Linked DNA regions of Sus scrofa: region 1 is linked to region 2. A link is a contact called in public Hi-C data. All regions are on one chromosome and are shown on one strand. Each heading gives the region's core, a stretch centred on a gene start, on an enhancer-like site or on the middle of the called end of the contact. The rest is flanking DNA. Distances are from core to core; before and after follow the strand shown. Region 1 holds the start of MTMR2 (myotubularin-related protein 2). Region 2 holds the start of CEP57 (centrosomal protein of 57 kDa).

Region 1 (3,582 bases), core at 940-3,439, 160 kb after region 2:
GCTGTAGGCCAGCAGCTACAACTCAGATTCGACCCCTAGCCTGGGAACTTCCAGGTGCCGCAGGTGTGGCCCTTTTAAAAAAAAAAGCAAAAAAATCCATAACAAAGGTTATTATCATTAAGTATTATCATTAGGATAAAGTATTATTATTAAGATAAAGAATGACAGAATTTTAAAGCTCCAAGGGACCTTACCGGTTTTCTAGATAAACCCCCTTATTTCCAAAGATGAGAAAAATGCAAATCAGAAGGTTAAGACACAGCCCAAATCACTGGCTAAGCCAGGTCTTTAAAAGAGACTGAGCCTGACTTAGCACTTTCTAACAAGACTATGCTGCCTCCTGTGGTTCCAAATCCTCTCACTTGGATGAGATTACTAGTTGCCACATTTGTCTTTACATTCTATCCTGAGCCACAGTTGTCATTTGTAACTTTCCCATAAAATTATAATTTTCCAACCTGTTTCCTGAATGATTTGACAGCTGAGTATAATCCCCAGCTTTCTAGATTTCATAGTAATAAACATAAACCTGAAAAATACTTGAAACAAGTATACACTATACATAATCACACAAAGAAAAATTTTTCTCTCCTGGGTATTCAATCTACAAATTCAAAAATGCATTTAATAAGCATCTCTGACAGACAGGGTCTCTGTTAAATGCTGGTGATATGAAGATAAATAAGATATACTCCTCATCCTCAGTAGTTTATAGCCTAATAGAGAAGACAATTAAACCAGCAATTACACTCTGCTTGTTAAGGACGCTGAAAGATAGCTGGGCAGGTTGCTATTAACCAGTATAGGAAAAGAATCTAATTTAGAATGGTGGGACCAGCTTATGAGTTCCTGAACAGCAACAGGAAAAAAAAGTGGTAGTATCACGCAGGTTTAGCAGAGTCCAAAATGAATTATGAGACACAACAACTTCAACTCACAAGGAAAAAAAAGAAAATTATGTTTTCACACAATGGCTTAGTAACTCTCTAATAACTATTTCTTGAAAATAATTTGATTTCATTGCGGCTATATAACAATTACAAATCTTTTTAATTTCCTAATAAAATTTTAAATCACAATCTGAAAACCCAAAGAAAAAAACTGCATCAGAAACATACATATGTAACATTTACGACAGCTCCCTGCGAAGCTGCATACTAAAATTCTGCTCAAAATTCCAGGGGAAAAAAATCCCATTTAGTACATGAGAAATAACCTGGAGAACCGATGGCCCAAGAAGGGAGAAAACTACCACTCATCAGTTAATCAGGAATAATGACTTTCAGCTGTAAGATTTAGACCAGAAACGCACAGCGGTGGGGCATTTTTACTTACATTTAAAACAAAGTTGGGGGGATGGAGATTGGAGTGTAAGGAAAACTGTAAAAAAAATAAAATAAAATAAGAGAAGGGAAAGTGAGGAAAAGGTGAGAAAGAACCCAAAAACCAAACGACGGATGAAAGAAAAACTAAAGGCTGGTTCTGGAAAGAGTGGTCAAGAGACGAAAAAAAAAAAAAAAAAGGCAGGGAGGAAATGAGGGAAAAGGGGAGAGAGCTGGGGGAAGGGCTGTTCCAAGAAATGAATTTAGAGGCAATAAGCGATCAGAGAAAGCAAAGGAATGGCTCCTGCAACTGCGAATAAAACGACATGAGAATATGGGGGTGGGACTGATAAAGAAGCAATGAGTTTTAATCTCCTCTTTCCCAGTCTCCAACCCCCAGTGAGGGAGGAAGAAGCGGTTTCCAGTCCTAGGAAAGGAATTCCGGCGCAGCCTTCTTGAACCAGAATCCAGAATTGGGGTACCATCCAGCAGATCCCCGGCCCCTCTCCATCCCCCTCGGACGCTAGGCGGGGCCCTGGGCGTCCCGGTTACCTGGACAGGGAATCCACGCTGGGCGGCCGTGCTACCACCGGCTGGGAGCCAAGACTCTCGCAGCTCGAGCTTTTCTCCATGGCTCGGCGGGGATAGCGGGAGGAAAAAGCTGCAGCGACCTTCTCGGCTACCGGGCAGAAGGAGCGGAGGGTGGAGTGCGTCGGGGAAGGACCGCGGTCAGGCCCGCGCCGGCCCGGGAGGGAGACCGGAAGCGGCCATGTTCCCCCAGCCTGCACCGCGCGCGGGGGCTGCCGGGGAGCCGGCGGACCCCGCGGCGCCCCTCGGTCGACTGCTTTGACGCGGCTCGCGCACTTGCGCAGTAACGGGGCGGGGGGGAAAGGCAGGTGAAGGAGATGAGCTGCTAATATCACTACCTACTTCGTAAGAGTTGTTACTGGATGGAATGGACTAATATGTATAAACAGTTTGTAGCACCACTTCAAAAACGGTAGCTGTAGGCAGGGAAGCTATAGGCAGGGGGCAGAGAAGTAAGACGTGATTGATGTGAGAGGGTAATGTGAAATATATGACAAGTAGGGGAAAAAGTTAATGCTCATCGTTCTATTTCCATTGCATCCCTGAGCCAGCATTGTAGAGAGGGCACTAGAAAAGAAGCTGAAACTTTAAGCCCTGCTGTGATTTGAATTGAAGTCTGTGTGATCTAGAAGTATCTGAAGGAAAAAATCACTTTGGAATTAATCCATTGTCCACACAGAAAGGTATGGGAAGAGGAAATGGGGAGGGAATTGTTAAATGTACCAAAAAATTAGACACATATACCACTGGGTGCAGTGGTGTCGGATAGAGGGCAAACTTGTAGGGATCTTTCCCTGCCCTCTCAAATTCCCAGGCAGGGCAGGAAGGGAGGGGAGAGTAATAGAACTGTGATAAGAGAACAGGAACTGGGTGAAGGGGAAATGCTTCTGCTGGTAATTTTCTGTTACAGAGGATAAAGGAAGGACATAGAAAGGATACCAAAAAGAATTTTGTTGATTGAGACTGAGTCTCCATCACCTGACGTATATGGTATAAAAATATGCGAAGATTATTTTTGTAAAAATTTAGCCAGTCATTTTATAAACAAAACAGTTCCCTGCTAAGATAAATGGCATTATGTTGATTTAAACTAGATTTAATGTATACTGACAACTAATGTTTTTAAGAAAATCTTGAAGTGTAGGGCCAGTGAAATACGAATTTGCGAGTACATTCCCCTGAAAAACCACCAGCCTGGTTGTGTTCCACATAAACTAGGGTGTTTATTAATATGAATGAACATACATTTAAGCAAAAAGACTTGGCCTTTCTCTTCCAGCTTGGCAGGGACAGGATGGCATTTGTAAAGAGATCTCATTTGTAAAGAGATCTTAATTGTATTTCTTAACCTTAACTGATAGGCAAAGAGAAGAGGTGTTTGAGAATTCTTAACAAGCATAAACATCTACAATGAGTCATAAAAGAATCTGCTTATTGCTTCTCCACCCCTACTTACCCTCCAAAATGCTGGCTCACTGTCACATTATACCTTGACATAGATTTTTCCAAGCTAAATTTGGTAAGGACTTAAATCCTTAAATAGTAGACCCATATTCTTTCTACTACTCAGTTAATTTCTAGCAGCATTGCCTTCACAGAGCGCTTGAAACCATCTGCCTGATAGTATAATAGTTTGTGTATGTGTTTATTTGATGATTAATAAAGAACAATA
Region 2 (3,814 bases), core at 642-3,141:
CTTTTCTGGTGGAAAATTTTTACCCATTCTAGTCAAATGCCTAAAACATCAATACAATCTGTCCCCCAACGTAGACAATTAAGTGATTTACCAAATAAGTGGTCAATTACAGCATAATTCCTTAGGGAAGGCATAGATGTCTTTGTCTTTATTAGATGTGAGGGGTACGCGCTACAGATAAATTAAGAAAGCTGTCAAAGCCGATCCCAAGGATTGGTTAAATGTGAAACTACTTATTATTGTGCACCGTTGCTCACAGACAGCATCCCGGCTTTAATGGGATGGGAGGAGCTCCAAATCTTAGAGCATTCTGTTCCCAAGCCAGACGCTTCGCTTTCCTGGACAGGGAAGAAGGATGCCATCAGCTTTGCGGCTTCAGGTTCCTAGCAAGAAAGTGCAAACACCGTCCCCTGCCTCCCGTTGGAAGAACAGGACAAACCAGGAAGAAAACCGAGATGAAAACATCTCCACCCCGGGGTCTCTGCGGCATAGACAGGTGGCTGCCTCACTCAGCCCCACCCCTAAGACCCCTCAACATTGCTGGCGCACGGCACCCTCTGGGCCTCCTGGAAGAGGGTAGGATTCTGTCCTCTCGGGGGCTTTCCCAGCTGATGCCCAGGTTCTAGGATAACCGGGTCTCTGGGTGAGGAGGCGAGGGCTCCAAATCCCAGGCGCCGGCGAAAAGAGAGGGGCTGCAATGCAACGGGCACCCAGATCGCTCGGGCTACCGCCGAGGAAACCCCGCCCGCCCGCCGCCCAGCGCCCACGGACCTTGCAGAGCTGCTGGCCCTGGGAGAGCTCCTCGAAGGGATAGCGCTGGGTGCACTTGGTGCAGGCGTACAGGGCCGAGGCCGCCATCCTGCTCCTCAGTCTCCTCCTCCACCGCCGCCCGCTCCGAGGCGGAGCCCTACGGGAAACTCGGGCGCCGCAGCCACCGCTGCCGCCACTGCCGCTTGGGCTGCGGGCTCCTCCTCCTCCCCCTCCCCCTGCCTCGCGCCCACCAGGCCCTCGCCGCGAGAGCCCAAGGCCCTGCGGCCGCCGCCGTCTCCCTCCGCCTCCACTTCCGCCCCAGCCCACCCAGTGACGCCGTCCCGGCCGCTCCCGCTTAGGCCCGAGAGCGGCGGAGGAAGACGAAGAGGATAGTTCGCTGCGGTTTAGCAGCGCGGCAGCGGATCCGCTTCCTCCTAGGCTTCCCTTTCTCACCCCTGATTGGCTGGGAAGGCTACAGCGTCACCAGGCCGCTCCGCCCAAGGCCTAACCCCCGCTACGCTGGGAGCTCCCACAAAGGGAGGAAGTCGCTGGCCAATAATAGCGCGACGCTTTCAGCGCGCGAAATCCACTTTAAACTTGCCCCGCCCAAAGGTCCCGGTGGCGACTATTTCTAGCAGCCAGTCCCAGGTTTGGTTGGGAGTTTCCCAATCCAATTGGGCAGTTGTTTGCTAAGGTTTACTCTCTGCCCCTATTCTTTTTTTTTCCTTGACTTCCATTGGACCAAATTTTTAAGCCCCTCCCAATTCTATTTTTAATTGGCCGAAAGGTGAGTACTTCACCTGGAGAGGCGTCCCCGAGTGAAACTCACGCTCTCTCTGGCCTTTAATCCAAGGGAAGACATGGAGTGTTTGAATTTCGCGTTCGCTTTTATTTCAGTCATTGTATTCGGTTGCCAATGAAACAACACAACCCCTCGCCCATCTATTTCCCTCGAGAAAGTCCGTTCCTATGCAAAACCCCGTCAGAAGGGCCTGGGAACCCTCGGCGCTACGCGCCCGCGCAGCCCTTGCGACGCGCTACCTTGTGACGTCACCGAGGGAAGGGGCGGATTCTCCTACCACCTGAAGACGTTCGCCTTTTTGATTGGCTGACCAGGGCGTCCGTTAGGACGTGTTGCCCTTTCCGTGTGCACTCCAGAGCGCGGGCGTCCAAGTGGGGGTGTGTGGCAGGGGTTTCCGGGCCGGGCACCAGCACCCCAGCCCCTTCCATCAGGGGTTTGGCTTAGGGTCGTCCCTGGCGGGCGGCTCTCGAAGCTTGAAGAACAGCGCGCGCACCCGGGCCGCTCCGGGACTGCAGAGGTCCGCTAGGCAGGCACGAAGATGGCGGCAGCGTCGGTCTCTGAGACTTCGGCTTCTCAATTCTCGGTAAGAAGCGGTGGACGTTCGAATAGGTCCCGTCTCGGTCTTGGCGCCCCTTTGCTCTTCCTCACCCTTCAGAGCGATGTCGGCTCAGCATCTTACCCGTTCTGGGGAACGGCGCGGGGCGCCTACATCTCCCCGGGCTACCTCGGCGCCCACCGCTTTTCTGCCTGGGCTGCACCGTTCATTGAAAGCGGCCGGCCGGCCGGCCGGCGGGTCTCTCCCCCCTGCCCCTTTCTGCTTACCGCCCAGGTGGCCGTTCATTGCTGGGACCCGCAGGGATGGTTACCCAACGCACCCCGTGCTGCGAAAGCTGGGCTCCTGGGTCACGTGGGTGTAACGGCCAGGCTTGAAAGCGCTCCGAGACCAGGTAGGCGCTCTAGTTGCCTTAATTGGCAGCTGTTGAATAATCCAGTCTCCAGTGCTTCTGCTGATTGCTTTGCCAGCAGTACTCCCTCCCTTTTGTTCTTCCTTCTGCATTCATCCCACCGCCTCCTTATTCCGATGACCTCTGTGTAAAGGTCGTTTTAGAGAGGCGACCGGAGGAGCTGATCTTAAATATTGTTTTGGCCTCCGCAAGAGCCACAAGCCTGTTACTAGTATTTTGTTGAATTGGGCTGGTACCCGCCGCTCTGGGAATAGATGGGAAGTGAATGTGAATGTGAAGAAGCTCAAGTTAGAGCCATTATCTCTTCATGCAGCAAATGCTGAGTGTCTGGCGTACTTTTAAAAGGCTCTAGGATTGCACAGATGAATACAGCAGAATCCCTCTGAAGGAGCAAACACTGAAGGAATCTACACGTAGTTAGATTAATACACAGTATTGTTTCATAAGTGCCACCATGCTGGAAAAACCGAGCCAAGGGTGATGAGCACTGCTTGGGGAGAGAAGAGAGAGAGCTAGTTGGGTGGTGAAGGATTCGCAAATGCTTGTCCCAGGAACAGAAAAGGAAGGAGAACAAAGCACCACAGGCATTTTGGAATATGTGCCAAGACAATAGGTGCTTCCAGAAACCTTGAAAAAAATTTGGAATGAGCAGAGAGGTAGTGTGGGTGTAGAGTCCCTTAGGAAGAATTGTAAAAATAGATTAAAATAAGAGAGGGATGGTGAGGGGAGAAGGCAGGAGAATATCACGGTAAGGTAGTAAGGTAATGTCGTAAACGTTAACAGGGAAAGGTTACTAAGAGCAGAGTCACCTGGGTGAAAAGACACTTTTTCCTGTTTCAGCTTTTGGTGATATGTGATAATGAGGCCAGAGTGATCCTCAGGGTTTCAGCACAAGGAGGGTAGCTAATTAAGAGATCAGGGAAGATTAAGAAGAAGGAATGAATGAAGCAATTGGAGTTATTCAGGAATTAGGTCAGTAAATGAGAAGATGAAAGAGGAACTGTTAAGACTATTAAGTGTCAGTAGATAGATGGGATATGAGCTGTGATTATTACTTCAGTTTAATTGGGAGAAAAGATAAGTAAAGATAATTGGCATGGGGGTCTTTTCATTGCTCTCAAAACAGCACTTGGAAACTAAGCAAGGAAAATTCCTATGAATGTTGAATTGAGCTGAATTCTGCCAAGGCCATCTAGCTGAGTGGTTACTGGGATGTGGTTAACCATTAGTCTTTAAGGTAGCCTGGACAGAAATTTTATGGAATGTTTACTAGGAAAGCATATATATATACATAGTA

Evidence for each region. Hi-C and Micro-C count contacts between places; a contact is called where the count stands out from the background.
Region 1: a contact with region 2 is called in a Hi-C map of liver, with 7 times the contacts expected there. The contact joins the promoter of MTMR2 here to the promoter of CEP57 in region 2. A contact is called at or near these places in 2 of 47 Hi-C or Micro-C datasets (heart right ventricle and liver) and 1 of 2 datasets of contacts at active chromatin or transcription factors (alveolar macrophages).

What each region holds. Positions count from the first base shown.
Region 1 is chr9:27,972,259-27,975,840 of Sscrofa11.1, forward strand. MTMR2 (myotubularin-related protein 2) reads right to left here and starts at 2,190. Exons shown (of 16, transcript XM_003357252.4): 1 at 1,875-2,190.
Region 2 is chr9:27,811,053-27,814,866 of Sscrofa11.1, forward strand. It overlaps CEP57 (centrosomal protein of 57 kDa), which reads left to right and starts at 1,892. Exons shown (of 12, transcript XM_021062690.1): 1 at 1,892-2,135. It overlaps FAM76B (protein FAM76B), which reads right to left and starts at 2,366. Exons shown (of 11, transcript XR_001298742.2): 1 at 772-2,366.